3 separate regions of the Sus scrofa genome follow, and all the other regions are linked to region 2. Evidence: chromatin contacts called from public HiChIP or PLAC-seq data. All regions are on one chromosome and are shown on one strand. Each heading gives the region's core, a stretch centred on a gene start, on an enhancer-like site or on the middle of the called end of the contact. The rest is flanking DNA. Distances are from core to core; before and after follow the strand shown. Region 1 overlaps LOC102159588 (a long non-coding RNA gene). Region 2 overlaps COG6 (conserved oligomeric Golgi complex subunit 6). Region 3 has its middle 220 kb from the start of FOXO1.

Region 1 (3,410 bases), core at 911-3,410, 260 kb after region 2:
TGTCTCTCTAACAAGTTCCCAGGAATGCTGCTGCTGCTGGTCTGGGGACCCCAATTGGAGAAACTGGGACCCAGGGGATCCTTGATTCTCCTGAAATTCCATACACCATCTGTGCATAGGTGCCTGTGAGTTTTTGTCCTGAATGTGCTTCCTGGCTTCCATCAGAATCTGCACATGAACTAAACCACAAACAAAAGCCAATAACTTTTTTTTTTTTTTTTCTCTTTTAGGGTCGCACCCTTGGCATCTGGAAGTTCACAGGCTAGGGATCAAATCAGAGGTACAGCTGCTGGATCACACCACAGCCACAGAAACTCAGGATCCAAGCCCCACCTGCAACCTACACCACAGCTCACAGGAACGCCACAACCTTAACCCACTGAGTGAGGCCAAGGATCTAACCTGCATCTTCATGGATCCCAGTCAGGTTCGTTTACTGCTAAGTCGCAAAGGGAACTCCCCAAAGCCAATAACTTAGAGAACATTTACTAACACAAAATCCTGGGAGAGACGCTGACCCCAAAGAGAGAAGATGAAGCGATGGTCTGGAAAGTGTGAACTCATGAGGCAGAGCAAGGTCAGTTCCCCAATAAGCGCCCAGAGTTGCTGGGTGAAAGCGGGGTAACGGCTGATAGGCACAGTTGAAATAAAGAGATTTGGAGAGGAATTCGTATTCTCACCCTACAGGAATTTATTTTTAATTATAGATAATTATGCTGAATTACAACAAGATGATTTGAACCATTACGCTAATTCAGGAGTAATAAAGCATGAATTACTGATGCAATTTTTAAAAATGTAACCTATCAATCAACACTGGATCAGCAACAGACAAAGGCTCTGATGTGACATTCGTATCGTACAGGATTATAGTTAAAAATGGCCTTCCACTTACCCCTTAAGAGCCCCCAGCGAGCGATGAGGTGGGAACACCGGGACTCTGTGAAGAGCCCCGTGAAGATACCCGTGCAGGGGTACCCCTCCAGGCTACCCCTCCCCGCGGGCTGGCTCTCAGAATCCCTGGTTTTTAGACATAGTGGAACACAATACTTTGTGTCTGGTCAGACCTTGGTTCAAATCCCAGCTTTGACCTTGGCTAGCTATATAACCTTCAGAAAGTAACTTCCATTTCTCCAAGCCTCGGTTGCCTCATCTATAAAATGGGAACAAGAGCCTAACACACAAGGCTCTTCTGATGATTGCATGATAAGGTCCATAAAATTTCTGAGGCAGTGAAAATTCAACAGCTGGTCAGGGGGATAAGGTCCTGCCCTGGACTGAGGTCACTAATAGAATCACATGTGGCTCTTATGCTGAAAAACTAGCCCCTAGCCTTCCAGGGAGCTCCTCCAGACCCAGTTTTGTTCAGCAGGACAGAGCAGTCTGTCTAGTTTTCATGTAACATTTCATGAGGGTTAAGGCTCACAGTCAAAGGATGGTTCCTGAGCTGGCAGGTCAAGTAAGATCCATCAGTCGGTGCTCGGAGAAAGTGCTGGGCTTGCTGATGAAACATCTGCCCAATGTGTATTCTCTCTCCTGAACCTAAGAGGCCATAGTCTGAAGACAACAAAGACGGGGGAGGGTGGGGGAAGGAGATGATAAACGTCTCCCACACAGTGACTGCTAATTTCTATAGCAAGACTGGCGACCTTACTCAAAGTGAAAAGACTTCACGAAGAAGAGGGGGAAAACCCAGGATTAAGCATTATCTATGAGTCAGTTTTGCTTGCATATTATTACATAATGCCCTCTTTAGAGAGGAACAAAACAGAAAAATATTGCCCAAGTTCATAGAGCCAGTCATTGGTAGAGTCCGGATTAAAACTCAGATCTTTCTTACTCCAAAAATCACAAGCTTTCAGTTAAACCATACTATCTTTACCAAAATAACTGACTTGTATTTCATGGTGCTGCTATTTTAAGTAGAAGGGGGAGAAAAGATGGTGGGTGTGGAAGGAAGAAAACCCAGAATGTACCTATAAGAACTGCAAGTAAGTCAAGAAGAAAGAACCTATCCACACACAAGCTGAACAGAAATGAATGACCACACACACAAAAGCACTGGGCACAAAAATACATGATCCATCTCAGGCTATAAGACCTTTGTATCGCCTGGGAGCCAGAGTTAACCAGACGAAATGGCAAAGGCAATGAGGTCAATGGCCTGTGGAGGGCAGCAGAGAGTTGGGGTTTGATGAGCACCTTTGGCTCCCAAACTCGGGGTAGAGGTGGAAGTCAACAAAAAGCCTTGCCTCAGAGAGACTTTATCGATAACTGAGAATCAACTGGGCTCTGTGCAAAGAGGTCACCCTCGGTCAGGGTAGACCTGGAGACGGGTCTTTGCATTTGGGTCCAGACAGGCATTTGCATTAAGGCAGGGTGGCAAGAGGGCTCTAACAAGAGATCAAGCTGCCCAGCAGTGAGTTCAAAGACCATGGATTGTGAATGGAGTTAGAGCTGGGCACACGCTGGGGCTTGAACACACTCAGCTCTGATGGACAGGCGTGGCTTAGTGCCCTGTGTTCCCTCGGGGCAAGAAAATGGAGCTGGGTGGGCACAGTCCTACTAGGTTACTTGACTGACCCTCAGAAAGCATTTGAATTTGAGACACCTGGTTTTAAAGAGATGTTATCCCAAGAGATAACTTTGACAACAGTCATCACTGCAATTTTCAATGTCAAAGACATAAGCAGGATTCAGAGCCTACACCATTTCTTTTCCCCTCCACCACGTAAGGGCAGATTTCTCATACACATCACGGAATGGGCTAAAAGCGGAGACAATCTGACCACCACCGCACCCCCCCACCGCCAAAAAAAAAAAAAGAGTAAAGACAATATCCACATTCTCATTAACATCTTAAATTTAAGGAGAGCCTACATGGATCTGATCCCATAACCAGTCTAGTGAACGCAAGGATGCATGTGGTATGATCACTCCCCGCCGTAGTGTAATTGGGGAAATGGGATCCGTACTACGTAAGTAGGTCTGCAATGCCGCCTTGGCATCTGTTAAATGCCAAGTAAGAGTGTAAACAATAAGGGCTAGAGGTATTCTAAAGTTTATTGTGGGCTGAGATGGTTTAGGTTGACTTCACAAAGAAGTAGAATATTAACTGGGTCTTGGATAAAGGTTAGGCTTCAATAGTTAGAACAATAGAAAGGAGGGTATTCCAAGAAAGGGACACTGCATGAGCTCAAGAGAGGCAGCAGGAAGATGTGGGGCCAAGGTTAGGGACGACGAGATCAGCCTGGCTACAGTCCGGAATTCACGCGGAAAGAGGAGCATGCATGCATCCCGGGACTTTAAGAATAATCCCACTCTCAGGTTTGTAAGACCACACAGGTTACCATGGCCCCTAATCTTTAATTTGGGAAAATGAGATTATCATACATCACCACTCCCTAAAC
Region 2 (3,576 bases), core at 379-2,878:
AGGAGTTCCCGTCGTGGCGCAGTGGTTAACGAATCCGACTAGGAACCATGAGGTTGCGGGTTCGGTCCCTGCCCTTGCTCAGTGGGTTAACGATCCGGCGTTGCCGTGAGCTGTGGTGTAGGTTGCAGACATGGCTCGGATCCTGCGTTGCTGTGGCTCTGGCGTAGGCTGGCAGCTACAGCTCCGATTAGACCCCTAGCCTGGGAAACTCCATATGCCGCGGGAGCGGCCCAAGAAATAGCAAAAAGACAGAAAAAAAAAAAGAAGGGGTAATGAGAAGGCTGTGCCTGGACAAGTTGACATTACCTTCATGGTGGACTGGGAGCTTACTTATATTCATGGAACTCTTAGCAGATACCTGTAAGCACCAGTCTGCTTAGGTCAGAGTACAGCGCACCTGACCTCACCTGCAAAGACTGGCTCAGATGCAGCACTGTCCTCCCAAATAAACTCCCCAGGAGGGTAAAAAGAGAGAAACTTTGGAGCTGGTTCCTACCCTGAGCTGGCTGTTGAAGGAGGAGTGTTGCTTTGGAGCCAAGATAGAGGAACTGCCATGGGTTGGGTAGGAACTGGAGTGAAGGCCCAGTTTCAGGCCCTCAGCTTTGGTCCTGGCCAACTGCAATATGCTTCAGCTTCATGGCCGCTGCACGGCCAACCGAGGATGTCTTTGGACTGCTTGGTGGAATCGTGGTTGTGTTCCAGTAGCACTGAAGGTGACCTTGAGGGATGCATCTGAGTCCCTGCTCCTGTGGGAAGTCTGGAAAGCTAGGAACTGCTTTCAGATTCTAGAAGTAACATCTGGGACTTTGGGGCTGTATCATGGTATCTGGTAGGGAGACGGACAGGAGGCAGGGTGTCAGGAAGTAATGGGACTGGATTTCCTGGTGTTAGGAGCATGTGAGAATATAGTATTTTATTATGGGTCTTCACTAGTCAGTGTTACTTTTCCAGATTTAAAGTGGACTTATCTCTATGATCATTTTCTAGTGACTACTAAGGAGTTTTTTTTTTCATATATATCATACACATTTTAAATTGATGAGTGTCTACTTAAATATCTCTGTCAGAATCAAAAAGGATTAAAGAACTTACCCTAATTCAAGTAGAGCTACCAATCCTTTTCAAATGATTTTTGTAATAAATATTTAGGGTACTGAGAAGAGATTTCAACTGGCAGAATCTGCCTCATGCAACATTTTTCTAGCTATTAGCTCATCCTTAATTTGAACTAATCTATCCACTTAGGGATTGAAGTAGAAAGACCACCTCAAGTCAAAGCAGGAAATGGGTAGAGGCTAGAGTACTCAGAGGATGAAGGATTTACCGCTTTGCTCAGCTTTGGGGAATGAGGGAAATGGTACATCAAACCCGGGGCCACCTCCATACCCTGGGATGTAAATACGATGCACTGTACAGAGGGGGTGATCCCTATGAGGTGCGGTCAGGAGGGAGCCCAGCAGGGCCTCCTTTCTGCGTACACCCCAGGCTCCAGGAAACCCTGTGACAGCAGGAAGCAGAGGAGCATCGAAAGCCCAGAGCCTGGAGGAGAGACCCCTCACGGTGGGGGGAGGGCAAGCAGCTGAGCAAAGGAAGTGAGAAGAGAGGAGGAAGTCAGTTCCCCCAAACAACTGGGCTCAGAAGCTGTGCTAAAGGGAGAAGTTGTCCCCTCCAAGATTCCAGGAAGCGGGTGCAGACCTCTGCAGTGGCAGGAATAGGCAGAGGAAGAAATGTGGAGGCAGATAAAGGGGGCAGCCGGAACCCTGGCTCTGCCTGTTCTGATTCATTCGACTCGGAGTGAAGGATAGTGGAAGCCTGAAAAGGGGCGTGTGGCCCTGGCCGCAGTGGGTGGAGTAGAGGCCAGAGGCGCAGTTGTTAGGACCAGACAATTTAGGAGTCACTTCGCTAGTAAGTGACCACCCCACATGGGGTGAGTGGTGTTGAAACAGGTTTTGCAGAGAGAAAATCATACTCCAGCTTGCACTCGTGAAATTCAGCTTTCCAGCTTGCACTCGTGAAATTCAGCTTTACAGCAGCGGAATTTCAAACATGAAGCTGAGACTCGTGCTTTAAAGCATCCCCAGGAAGAGCCACTCTGTGGTGGCCGCTTGCTTTGGCCCTTCTGATTGAGGTCTGCAGATTCTGGAGATGTTGCTCGATTTTACCCACAGCAGCATGGCTCGTTCTTTGCTGGATTCAAGCAGAACGTTTTCTCGTTGAATAACCAGCTGATGCCTGTCACCCCTTTGAGCGTCTAGCCTACCTGTGAAAAGGAAGACAGATCTCACAGCCTCGCATTCATAATTCACCGACGGGACCTTCTAAAGACACTATTTCATCTGAAAAGCTAAAAGTGACTAAGACACTTAATATTATTAATCACATTATGAGCCCCTAGAGACTGCTTACTGGAAAGTATTTTGGGAAATTTACTGATGGGAAATGGAAGGCACCACAAGTCTGCTGGTTCTCTGCCCATTCTTTTTTTTTTTTTCCCAAAGGTAGGAAATGTCTCTTTTCACTGTGAGATTGGCTCACCACGCTGTGAACTGTAGTGAGTAGACTGGGTCAAAGGTCAGGGGAGTGGAATGAACAAAAGGACATGGTGGTCACTACACAAAGGGCCAGCTCCGGGGGGTCAGGTTTGGTTATAGCAAAGTGCTTTTGCATTGCCTGCCAAGAAGATGGGGTTAATTAGGTAGGAAAGAGTAGGAGGAAACTGATGTTAGTGAAACATTTAACTGGATGCTTTAGCATTTAACTGGATTCAGTATCAGATGGAGTATGTGTGTGTGTTTAATTCTCACAAAAACCCCATGAAATGAGAATCAGTAGCCTCAATTTACAGGTGAGGAAACAAGCTGTAGATTAAGTAAACTTGCCTGGTGGCGCAGAATTATTAAGAGACTTAGGTTTAGAACAGATATCTGACACTGACTTCTATACTTCTGCCCTTTTAAAATAATTCACTCTTTTATTTAGTATTATCTATCCATCTATATACATATATTTATAATTTTATTTAATGAGTGGAGTTGGTATACAGCAGTGCTTCTTTGTGGAATTTCAGGCACTCAGGACAGAGGTGTTGAAAAAAGATATTATGGAGTGGGAATTTCTCAAAGTGCCATGCTTAAAGCTTTCCCTGTGTGACAGCTGTCACCACTCTACAATAAGCAGCTGTAAGCAGAGTGCCTAGTTGCCCTCTCCATCCTCACAGGTCCCCCAGCGCCTGGTGCTCAGTCCGTGGTTCTGTATGCATCTTTCTCTTAACCCTCACTGGGAGGGCTCAGGAATGTGGAACATTCAGAGCAGGAAATTGCACCATCAGCAACATTGTCTTTGAATGTTGACACTTGCTTAAGGTCAGGCCACCCCAGGGACCATCATCATCATCTCGTGCCCTGTGCAGGACCTTGTGCTTCTGGAAGCATTCCAGGTGTGGGAGGTAATGAGGTCTCGGAAAACTGCCTGGCGCCCTGGCTTGTAGAAACATGGCCAGATGGTTTTGTCATCAGCCTTTGTCCACACTATGCTCTGTTTGATGGAAATGGACCAAATGGAAACTCAGATTTACTG
Region 3 (3,703 bases), core at 150-2,649, 510 kb after region 2:
TGAGGTTTTTAATCCGCTCGGGCACTTCCAGCTCGGCATCCTGACAAGGTCGACAGATGCTCCTCATGCCCCTGATTGAAGGTGGCAGCCATCGCCTCAAGATCCAGGCAGCAGAATGGCAGAAAGAAGAAAAGACAAAGCTGGCTTGTAGGAAGTTCCCAGACACCTCCTCAGGACATTTCCATTTAGTCCTCATTTCCCAGAACCTAGTTACACAGGCACGCCGAGTGGCAAGAGAGCCTGGGTGGCCATGTGGGGATTCTGGAAGAGGGAGACCAGATTCGGAGGAACAACTGTGTTTCTGTAAAAGGCCTCAATGTTCTGTTTCTCATTAGGCCACAACTTAACAACAGCAGATATGTATGTAAATCTGACTACGAGCGAGGCGCTGTGCTAAGTGCTTTACATCTATGAGCCCACTTAATCCTGAAAACAGTCCAATGAGGCAAGTACCATTATCATCCCCATTTGACAGATGGGGAAACTGAGACCCAGAGGGATGAAGACATCCAGAGATTCTCAAAACTGCTTGGGAATTAGCACACCTGCGAAGCTTATTAAAATATGGAATCACATGCTCTGGGATGAGATGGAATTGCTAAGAAAAAACATGGAGATGTGAGAAGCGAACTAAAAGCAGAACCCCAAGAAACAGCAGCTACCTTCCTTGGCCAGATGTAGGGAACGACTGACTGAGGACCTAGTGGGAGAGGGACAGAGGGCCCAAGGCCAGTGCTGTCTGGGGAGTTCAAGAGAAGCAGTCAGTCCAAATCCAAGGCCGTTTCTCCCTCTCCCCCGCGGCCGCCCCACCCGCTTCTACACGGTCACTGCTCGTTGGCTCGCTTGCCCTTGCTGGAGAGGATGAGCCCGTTCCCCAAACCACTGCGATGCCGTCAAGAACAAGAGATGGTGGGAACGTGAGCTGAGAGGCCGCCAGCTCGCGCGAGCCGGGTAGGAAAGCTTTCGGGAGGAGGGGGCAGGCAAGGGCCCCTCCCACTGGTAGAGGGGTGACCACGGGCTGCCTGTGCACGGCGGCCAGGCTCCGCGCGCACGGGACCCCACAGTTCTGGGACCATAGGTGCAGTCGCCCCCACTTCTTCTGGAGAGGCAGCTGCCAAAAACCGAAGTCAGGGTTCCAGGTCACTGGGAACCCAGAGCCCACCCTGAAATGCTGTCCATTCATCGGCCTCCGGGCCTCCCTGGGCGGCTCCTAAGGCCCGTGGTTCTTCGCAGTCACAGCCGCTCCCCCGCATCCTCCGGAGGAGAGCGCACGCCGGCTGGTGCTCCCACAGCTCCGGGAGCCGTGAGGCTTCAAAAGAGGAACCACGGACACTGTCACCACCACAGCGGTCTCGGCTACAGGATCTCTTTTTCCGGTACAGCATCGGATGGACCGGTCCGGCTCACGCCTGAGAGGAGAGAGGAGGGCCTTGCAAAGCCTCTGACTCATCCTGCCCCCGCCTCGGCCTCCCCAGCTGCCCCTCACCGCACTTCCTCCTCCTCTGAAGTTAAAGGTCAGCCTCTCAGGCTCAGGCCAAGGTTTTTTTAAACACACACACACACACAGCTGAAAGAAAGAAAGAAAAAAAAAAAAAAAAAACTGGCTTCTGAGAGAATATATTTTTTAACATGAAAAGAAATAAGGAAAAGAGCTTTCAAAAATAAATTTAAAAATAAATAATCCTTCCCCCCAAACTACTTAATAATTCCAGAATAATACAATTTTCCAATTGTAAATGTGTAAAGAATGAAATAAAAGGAATGAATGCCCCATTGTGCTTACACAGGCCTCTTAAAAATGATCCTAATTTCTTCCAGAAGGCTCTGTGGGGTAATTGCAAGGTTCTCCTTAATATAGAAATATTCCAGCGGTAATATATTCGCTTCTCTTCACGTGTCTCAAGCACTAGTGTGAACACAGCAATGTTTTACAGCTGCCATCCTGTACATGCTGCTCAAACATTTGAAATGCCTACTGCTGAGTAAAAGCAGTCGTAGGTCCCTCCCACCCCAAGCTCACCAGGGGCCACCACACAGCAACCTCTACTTGTCCCCAGAAATCCCGGCTCCTGATAAGGGGTGAGCAGCCCACTGAACCCTCGGACGAGGCAAGCGGCCCAGGCTCCTGGGAAGGGGTGTTGGGAAACTTTGAATCATGACGTCTCTGCCTTGGGGACAACTGTGCCTCTCATGCCTCATTTGTCCACACCTGGGATGTTACCCAGCCCTTTGATGTACCAGGAGGCCCGTGACACACTGCACAGAGGGTATTACAGGAACGCTCCTACTGTGCTGATAAGCGAAGTCTTGGAATTGAACCCCACAAGCCCTGAGGGGCCGCGCCTGGACCGCAGCCGCAGCTCCTGCATCTCGCCACCATCCAAAGTACTTCCACGAGCCCGTCCGGCGCTAAAAGCAGGCACTGACCTCATTGCAACAGGAGTCTGGGGTCCTTCTCTTCCTGCCCAGTGTCCCCACACTGCCCCGAGGTCTTCCTTACAGCGTTTTTATCCATGGCTCCTTTCTCCTTTGAACTTTCCGAAGCCTCTATCTGACCGCATGGTGGCCCGTTTCCACACCTCCCGCTTTGCCCCATGCCCAGGACAACCTGTTTCCGATGAGTTTAACAGTTTTCTCCTGAGAGTTTCCGAAAGCTCTTCAACCAAACCACCAGGGAAGGGATGGGCCTGGCGCCCACCCAGCACCCGGCAGAGGAGCCCCGGTCGCTGCCATTCCCTGGAGACAGGTCGTGGGCACAGACAACGTGGCCTCGGAAAACTTAGGGAAACCGCTTCAAGTTAGTAAAGTTCAATTATGTGAGAGGCGTAGTCTTTTGGAATCTATCACTGTGCTCTTTTGGCATTTTTCTGTAAATGACTTTCGTCCTAGTGGGGGGTGGGACATGGGGCGAGCACTGCAGGGACTATTAGGATGTAGGAGGAAGGATGCCAGGAAAAAGAAAGATGCAAGTTCAACTCCTCACAGCCATAACAGGATTTTCAAATCCACGCAAAGGCGTTGTCAAAGGCGGGGGGGGGGGGGGGGGGCGAAATCCCTTTATCTACACTTCTTTAACATTTCGAGCAACAGGGCTGGCAAACAGCCAGCTCAGGGAGTCCCACCTGAGGGAGGTCCCCTCCAGAAAGAAGGACAGGTCTGATGCTTCTTGCCTGAGGAACCAGAGAAAGATGAAGAAGAGGCAGAAATTCAGGGTCAGAGACTGAGAACCCCAAAGGCCCACATCTCTCAAAGGGGTGGGGCCTGGATGCATCAGGGTAGATACAGGACTTGCTTCTGGGGACCTTCCATAGCAGGTGGCCACTGCCACCTGGTGCAGAAGCATCAGCACAGAGTGGTGGGGGAGCAGGAGGTAGCACCCCAGATCTCCATGGCTGAAGTTCCACCTGTCAGGGACCTGAAGGTCCCTCTGCAGCAGTGATGAGAGGCAGTGTGGGGGTGAGGTGGGGCACAGACCTTGTGTGGGAGTGAAGAGGTCACAGTGGGGAGACAGACCGGAAGAGATGGTCATTGCCATGCTGCATACGAGTTGCCTGATTAACTATAACCCCACCAGGGTGCGACCTTCAATAGATAAAAAGCTGAATCTAATCACCTCCCGCTGTCTCCATCAATATCACAGTCCCAGCCACGTTCATCCCTCACCCTGACTTGGTTTCTAGTGGCATCGGTTTCCTTACTGGTT

Evidence for each region. HiChIP or PLAC-seq counts read pairs in DNA pulled down with a chosen protein or histone mark.
Region 1: a contact with region 2 is called in an H3K27ac HiChIP or PLAC-seq map of alveolar macrophages. The contact joins two enhancer-like sites. A contact is called at or near these places in 1 of 47 Hi-C or Micro-C datasets (embryonic fibroblasts) and 1 of 2 datasets of contacts at active chromatin or transcription factors (alveolar macrophages).
Region 3: a contact with region 2 is called in an H3K27ac HiChIP or PLAC-seq map of alveolar macrophages. The contact joins two enhancer-like sites. A contact is called at or near these places in 1 of 47 Hi-C or Micro-C datasets (fibroblasts) and 1 of 2 datasets of contacts at active chromatin or transcription factors (alveolar macrophages).

What each region holds. Positions count from the first base shown.
Region 1 is chr11:14,935,046-14,938,455 of Sscrofa11.1, forward strand. All of the region lies in intron 2 of LOC102159588 (a long non-coding RNA gene), which reads right to left. Among named protein-coding and RNA genes, the nearest start is that of COG6, 360 kb to the left of the region's middle. Within about 2 kb of position 2,161, at least 11 of the 83 cell types and tissues checked have an H3K27ac peak or open chromatin away from gene starts, as enhancers often do. A contact at or near this core is called in alveolar macrophages, where this site is marked.
Region 2 is chr11:14,679,208-14,682,783 of Sscrofa11.1, forward strand. All of the region lies in intron 17 of COG6 (conserved oligomeric Golgi complex subunit 6), which reads left to right. Among named protein-coding and RNA genes, the nearest start is that of COG6, 100 kb to the left of the region's middle. Within about 2 kb of position 1,629, at least 12 of the 83 cell types and tissues checked have an H3K27ac peak or open chromatin away from gene starts, as enhancers often do. A contact at or near this core is called in alveolar macrophages, where this site is marked.
Region 3 is chr11:15,185,547-15,189,249 of Sscrofa11.1, forward strand. No RefSeq gene overlaps it. Among named protein-coding and RNA genes, the nearest start is that of FOXO1, 220 kb to the right of the region's middle. Within about 2 kb of position 1,400, at least 41 of the 83 cell types and tissues checked have an H3K27ac peak or open chromatin away from gene starts, as enhancers often do. A contact at or near this core is called in alveolar macrophages, where this site is marked.